2 separate regions of the Mus musculus genome follow, and region 1 is linked to region 2. The links are chromatin contacts, called in public Hi-C maps. All regions are on one chromosome and are shown on one strand. The core of a region is the stretch at or near the end of the contact, and the rest is flanking DNA. Distances in the headings are between cores, read along the strand shown. Region 1 holds the start of Tfam (transcription factor A, mitochondrial). Region 2 holds the start of Egr2 (early growth response 2).

Evidence for each region. A called contact is a pair of places that touch in the nucleus more often than the background predicts.
Region 1: a Hi-C map of muscle stem cells shows a contact between it and region 2, with 10 times the contacts expected there. The contact joins the promoter of Tfam here to the promoter of Egr2 in region 2. A contact is called at or near these places in 2 of 484 Hi-C or Micro-C datasets (the G1E-ER4 cell line and muscle stem cells).

What each region holds. Positions count from the first base shown.
Region 1 is chr10:71,236,786-71,240,508 of GRCm38.p6, forward strand. Tfam (transcription factor A, mitochondrial) reads right to left here and starts at 1,259. Exons shown (of 7, transcript NM_009360.4): 1 at 1,055-1,259; 2 at 131-246. The coding sequence starts at 1,155.
Region 2 is chr10:67,533,697-67,537,275 of GRCm38.p6, forward strand. Egr2 (early growth response 2) reads left to right here and starts at 1,803. Exons shown (of 4, transcript NM_001373983.1): 1 at 1,803-1,834; 2 at 1,937-2,042. The coding sequence starts at 1,944. Gm32255 (a long non-coding RNA gene) reads right to left here and starts at 2,484. Exons shown (of 4, transcript XR_380523.3): 1 at 1,558-2,484.

The DNA.
Region 1 (3,723 bases), core at 9-2,508, 3.7 Mb after region 2:
TTAGTTAAAAAAAAACTTATACAGACTACCAAAGAAAATGACTGTACTAGATGCTCTGGTAATGCAAATCAAAGATTGCAATTAAAAAAAAAATCATATCAGAGAAGATCATAAGCCCCAAACTCCTTACCTGGGTGTTTAGCTTTAAATTTGGGTAGCTGTTCTGTGGAAAATCGAAGGTATGAACTCATAGGTTTCTTTGGATAGCTACCCATGCTGGAAAAACACTTCGGAATACAGACAAGACTACACACAAGTAAAAAGAACGGAATGTCAGATACGTGTAACAGTCATACACAGATCTCAGATTCTAAGTACAAAGTCAGCCAAGGTGCTGTACATCCAACACCTCCACCTAAAATGCTAATAACTAGCCCAGCAGTTGTGGCACAGGCCTTTAATCCCAACATTCTAGTGGCAGAGCAGGTGGATCTCTGTTAAGTCAATGACAGCCTAGTCTACAAAAGGAGTTCTAGGACAGCCAGGGCTATGCAGAGAGACCCAATCTTTTAAATTAAAAAAAAAAAAAAAGTCAACCAATCAACCAAAAAAATATATAATCGTAATAACCTTTGAGTGCATTTCCCTTCCCTCTGCTGTGCTAAGAATTCAATTAAACGCAAGGGGCTTCAGCTGTATAAGCTCCATAACCGACTTACTTTAACAACCTACCCTAAGCAAAAAAATAAAAGAGGTTGCAGGGCTGAGGCTTGCAAACAGGGCAGGTTTGGGTGACCTAGCCAAACCAAAGAGGGGTGAAGCAAGTCCTAGCATCATGGGTGACCTAGCCAAACCAAAGAGGGGCCTGCAGGGCTAAAACAAGTCGTGGCATCCTGGGTGACCTCCTGGCAGCGTCCGGGCGAGCGTTCCGCGCCACAACTTCAGGGCCCGCCTCCAAGGCAGAAGGAGAGCGCCCTAGGCGCCGAAAGGTAGAAGGTGACAGGAAGTGGGGTCGGGTACCAAAAGGCGCGAGACCCCAGGCGGCCCGGAGGACGAGGGTGGGACGAGGGCAGACGGACGCCTGAACGAACGGCGTCCCTCGCCCGCGGCCTACCTGATAGACGAGGGGATGCGACCCCCGCAGCCCGCGCACATCTCGACCCCCGTGCGCCCCAGTGCTTTTAGCACGCTCCACATTCCCCGGAACAGCGCCATCGCTCGGGCCGACGAATGATGGCCCGGCGCCGTCCGGTTCGTCTCACGCAATACGGTGCCTATGGACTGCCACACTACCAGCGTGGGAACTCCGGGGGCTTGTTATCATGCCCGCCGCGCGCGGGGTACTGTGGGAAGCCCGGACTTCCGGTCCGCGGCAGGAGGCGGGGAGGACAGGAGGTGCTGTGCGTCCCCCACCGCTCAGTGGGCGGGGCCGGGCCGAGGAGGGGGCGGAGCCTGAGGCTAGGGAGGGTGGGCCTGGTCTAAGGTGGGTGTTGCTGAGCGGCGGCTTACCCCCAGGCCCCTGCCATGTGTTCTCCTGGGCTGCCTGCGTGCTGTTGCTGGACCATGGGCCTGGGCTGCCTACTGAGCTTCGTGACGCTGGTGCTGCGGCTTGTGTCACAGTGCCTGGCTACTGAAGTTAGAGATCCGTGGTACTGCTGATGCCCCAACAGCAAACTGCATGTTTCATGAGTCCGCAGGAAAGCCCACAAGGCTACTGGAGGGGTGGAAGAGAGGGAGGAGTGGTCTTGAAATGGATCGCCTTATTTATCTTCTCTTTAACAATTAATAGAAAGGAATGAGGGTTCCCAAGATGGCCCAGAGCCTGGCAAGCTGAGTTCTATCCCCAAGACCTACATGATTAAAAGAGAGAACCAACTCAAACAAGTTGCCCTCTGACTTTGACATACACACACACACAAACATGTACACAAAAGGAAATGTGTCACGAAAAAAAAATTAATAAACTGAACCCAGCTTGATGGTGCAGGCCTGTAATCCCAGCCCTTGGGAGGCGGAGGCAGGCATTCAAATTCATCCCCTGCTACATAGCAAGTTCAAAACTACATGAGACCCTGCCTCAAAACAAAAACCCAAACAACTAGCCCTCATAATAGCAACAAAGCAAGAATATTCTTCACTTGATCTTCTCCAAAAGGCTGAGAAGCGATAGCAAAAATATTCTTATATTAATACCTGAGCAGGGCATGCCAGAGCCCTGAATATTGTTTCCCACTTTGCAGATCACGTGGACTAGATGAGCTTAGCCAGCCAAACCACTGAAATTGTGGGACCAGGATGGACTTGAGGTAGTGTACAGTTTGTGTCCTACAAAAAACTCAATTTTTGTTTGTTTGGTTGGTTTTTTTTTTTTTTTTAATTCAATGGCATGGAAAAGATTAGGAAGATCTAAAAATGGTCAAGGGCTTCAATCTGTTAAAATATGTTGCTTAAGGTCTGGGAATGTGGCTTAACTGGTAGGGATGCCTGCCAGGATGCACAGAAAGCCGTTGGCTTAGATCCCCCCCATAAGCCAGGATCCTCACATAGAGCAGGCATGGTGTCTTAAGCCTCTAGTTCCAGAACTTGGGAAGCTGAGGCAGGACCACAAGTGCAGGGTTATCCTTGCCTACAAAGTAAATTCCAGGTCAGTCAGGCTAGAGACTTTGTTTCAAAGGTAAAATAAATAAATAACATTTAAAAATAACTATGTCATCCATCAGGCTCAGAGGTGAATGCTTTCACTCCAATCACTCTGGAGGTAAGAAGTGGGTAGAGATCTGTGATTGAGAGTTTGCTCTATATACAAGTTCCAGGTCGGCCAGAGTTAGCATGGTGAGAATATACCTAACAACAACAGCCTCTTCTGCTGCCTACCTGTACTTTTTTTTTTTTCTGAAAAGAAAGCAAAATCTTACTAGTGTAACACTGAGCTGAGAGTCTACTTCCTTTCTGCAGCTTTAAAACATTGTCTCCTTCAAGAGACAGAGGACCACACCCACTCCTCTAAACCCACTCCTTCTAAGCCCAGTTTACCATCACTTCCGGTTTCATTTCATTCTCTCTTGAGGGTAAAGGGGACTTCCAGCTCGTCCTTTCAAACCTCCTGTCACAACAGCAACAAGATCCTTTGTGTTTGGTTTGCCCTTGGAGTGTATCCAAACAGATGTAAAAACACATTTTCCTGTAAGTCCAGGCACCGAGCAATTAGAAATTATAGCGTCTTCCTAAAATGGAAGTCTGCATAAGACATAATTTCTCCTTAACCCCCTGTCGAGAGATTTCTAAAATAATTTGCCATTATAAATCAAGTAGAATATATCCTTGTAATGTTTTTATTGTAGATGCATTCTTTAACTGTCTGCATTTGCAGCTACTAAATAAATAAATAAGTAAGTAAATAAATAAATAAATAAATAAATAAATAAAGCTTAGCACAACACAGCCTTTCCCCAGATTCTGTCCTCTATGCCCATAATTCTGTCTGTCATAGCCTCATGGCTTATGTATTCTATGTAACCCAGATCTCTCATTTCATCTCCAGACCCCACTGAGTGCCAATGCTGCATGGTCCCTGTATTTTAATACGGATCACAATCCTTTTAGAGTCGTTGCCTTAGGACATCTCTACCATGATGTCTTACTGAAACCCAAGTTTTAAAATTCTGTGAACAAAAGTAATGGTTTTTGCACTCTATTGATGTTTCCTACTTCCCTCATCCAAGTCAATAAATTCCTGTTCATTGTAGAATCTCCTTATTGATACGCCACTCGATAACCCACTGC
Region 2 (3,579 bases), core at 553-3,052:
AAAACCCATAGGTCCTCAAGTTTGTCCTGAGATACTAGGTGTGGGGAGCTATTTGTCAGTTAGCATTTGTCTGGTTTTTAAAGGCCACGTGCTTTGTGCCATCAGAATTGCAGATCTGGTCCTTGCTTGCGTCTATGGTTAAGGGGGATGCTAACCTTGGCTGCATCTCCCATTCTCCACCAGCAGTCGCAGGTGGGAGGAAAATGACATCACATGTGAAGATATCCAAACACGTTTCTTGGCACATCAAAATGCATGTGGTAAATCATTTGACGTGTCTCTTGAGTAACCATCATCCTGTTAACACACTTTGTAGAACAGCTACGAGACCGACCGAAAGAAAGTCCAAAACCACCCTGACAAGGCATTCCTTAGGACCTTCTAGCCATCTCCCAACTGCCCACAGTGCTACTTTACCCTCATCCCAGGCAGCCTGCATCAAAGGAATCTCCTGGGTTTTTTTTGACCTCCTCTGGAAAAAGCAAATGAGTCTGGCAGCAAATTGTTCCTGACTTGATATCTTTTGGAGTGTCTTATTCACATGTAGTGACAACTCTCTCTCTCTCTCTCTCTCTCTCTCTCTCTCTCTCTCTCTCTCTCTCTCGTCATTTGTTTGTTGCATTTTTATCTAAACACTAACAGTTCAAATGCTCCAAAGTAGGGAATCCTGGTCTCACCTTGGTATTCCACTCCCACATCTCAGGGTTCTTCCTCTCCGTAGAACAGAATCACACCCCCTGCCTTCCTCTTACCCCTCCTTGCCTCCAGGAAGGATACCATGGGGTTGGGTTCTCTTAAGACAGCAGCATTAATATGCTTGGTCATTCCTTCCCTGGAACAGGTCTGCAGAGTCGCTACATTGGAATTCTCCCTCTCCCTGAAGGGGTCTGTCTGTAACAGCCCCCTCTCTCTTGCCTTGTAGCCACCCTCTACTACCACCTCAGCTTCACTTTCCTCTGAAATGCCAAAGCAAGATGAAATTGATGAAGTCGGCGTGTTCTTCCCTAATGGGGTGAGCCAGGCTTTCTGAGCACCCCGCATAGTGACCAGGGCAAGGGACTTGGATCCTGAAGACCGGGCAGCAGATTTGAACTGGACCACCAATCACCAGCTGCGAGACTTTAGGCAAGTTCTTTTAGCTTTCCTGAACTTATCTGTCTAAGCTCGCTGGGGCTGGCTTGAAATATGTGCTCTTGATTTTGTTCCATTATCTACGCTGACTACATTTAAAGGTTTGTACTTTTTTTTTAAAGGGGGGAGGAAGAAAGTGGGGTATGGGGGGGTAAGTAAGGCTATCAAAGACTGGTTCTCCTCCGATGTTCTGGAAAGGCTGAGAGAGGGACTGGCCCCGGGCATCCTTCAGAGCCTGGCCTGCCTCGGGGCAGCTAGCCTCTATTAGCACCTGCCTCCCCTCCCCCATGTTTAGCCATAGCTGGGTCCAGCGAAGCTCTTAAGGGTAGGTGAGAGAGTTCTTGGAAGGCTCAGCTTCCACAGGGTTCCCCCCCACCCCTCTCCCCCTTTCTAGACTCCTTGATGGTATGGAACCACTTCTCTTACCCCCACTGTCCTCCTCTGCGAAGGTTGGTAGCGGCAATCCGCCAGCTTCCCGCGCTCCAGTCAGTTCTACCATCATCGGGCGTCTTGCCCTGGGCTGGCTTCCCTGCTCCCCATTCTCTCCGCCGCCCGGGAGCTCCCCCTCGGGGCGGCGCGAGGCGGCAGCCTGCGGGGTTGGCGACAGCGCGGGGGAGAGGGGCGGCTGCTGCAATCCTCCCGCCCACGTGCACCGACGGCAGCGAAGCGCCAGCAGTCGCCAGGGCCCGCGCCTCCCGCGCGGGTGGGTGCTTCACCTCTGGGGCTGGTGGGGGACCCGTAACCTGAGTCCCACCGCCGGGACCTCTATTTGCATAACCCGACCCCCCATTTCTTCCCTACCCAGGCTGGAGATGAGAGTCGGGCTCCCCACCGAGGCGTCGTCTTGCCTGTGGTCAGCGCGGGGGCCGCGGGACTGGCCGGAGCGCAGGCGGAGCGGGCTGGCGCACGTGGTAAGAGCACCACTATTTCTTCCTTTTCTCCCCCCTCTCCCTTCGAAACAGGGCTTTGCAGGGTTTTTAAGAGGGTGGGATACCCACAGAGGTTTCGCTGAGCGTTCTCTCCTGTCCCCTTTGAATTTGATCCCCAATTGGAAAGGAGATCGCGCGCAGAGCACGATCGAGAAACTTTCCCAGATAATGCTTTTGGGCGTTTGAAGTAATGGCGAGGACCATTCCCGGGAGAACAACTTTCACGGTTGGCACGAGGAGAACAGCGCTGCTCAGAGAGCGGCGACAAGCCGGCTCCTGGTGGCACTGGGGCTCCCCTGACCACCGTACTCCAATAGGGCAGGAGCCGGCGCGCTGCGGCCGCGGGCATCGCAGGTGATGGGCGGGAGAGCGCCTGCAGCGCCGCGCTCCCTCCACGGCGTGGCGCCGTGGCTCCTGCCCGCTGGGGATCCTCGCTGCTCCGGGTAGCGTGGGTCAAGAAAGAGAACAGCCTAGCCCGGTCTGAATCCCTTTTCTGCGGGACTTTGAAGCTGAGAAGGGCAGGGCAGTTTCCCAGCTTGCGTCTGCTATCCCAGGCTACGTAGATCCCGGAGCCTCGGGCTTGGGTACCCTGCAGTAGCCAGAGCGCATCGGAAGAGGGCTGGGCGCGTGGGGAAGGTGGGAACCGAGTGTCCGGAGGGCCAGCAGTTTTAGCTCTCTTAAAAGTTTTTGGTCATTTAGCAGGAAGCTTTCTCCTGGAAGGGCTTGTTTATTTATTGACTTATTTATTTGCCGGGGAAAACACGTGTGGGGGCCATGGCTACCAGAAACTGTGCCATTTGTTGTCACTCAGCGCAGAGGAAGCTCTAAGCAAGGGCGTGGGGGGGGGGCTATTCCTGGGGTAGACCTTAGGCGCGGGTGGTAGGATGCACCCCTCCCCGTGGGGGGGGTGCGGGGGGTTGGTGAGTTGTGAAGATGAAGGCAGTGTCTTCCTAGGATATCCTGACTGTCGCCAGGCAGGCAGGCGCACACACGCGCGCTGTCAAGAGGGAGGAGGTGTGTAGTGTGTAGCGTAAGGTGTGTTGAGTGGGTTTGTAAGAGGGCAGCGGAGGAGGGAGAGTGTGTAGCGGAAGTGGAGCGAGCGTGGTGTGTGTGTGTGTGTGTGTGTGTGTGTGTGTGTGTGTGTATGCGCATCGGGCAGGGTGAGTGTCCAAGCCTCCATCTGGTCGCCCCCACGCAGCGGACCGCCCAGACACGCCGGGAAGGGCGCCCGCTCTGAGCAGCAGCTGGAGGGGAGGGGGCGGGGAGAGCGCGGGCAGAGGGAGGGGGCGCCTCCGGCCGAGGATCTTTCTCCCCGAAGCTCCCGCAGCCCTTCTGCTCCATTCTCTACCCTAACCCCTACCCTCAAGTTACCTAAAAATACTTAAACAAACAAACAGCCCAGACCTGTTCCGTTTTCACTCCTGTATAAATAGCACAGACTTTCCAAAAAAGCAAGACCGCATTTACTCTTATCACCAGACACTACTTTCCACCGTGTAATTCAGAAAAAGGCAGTCAG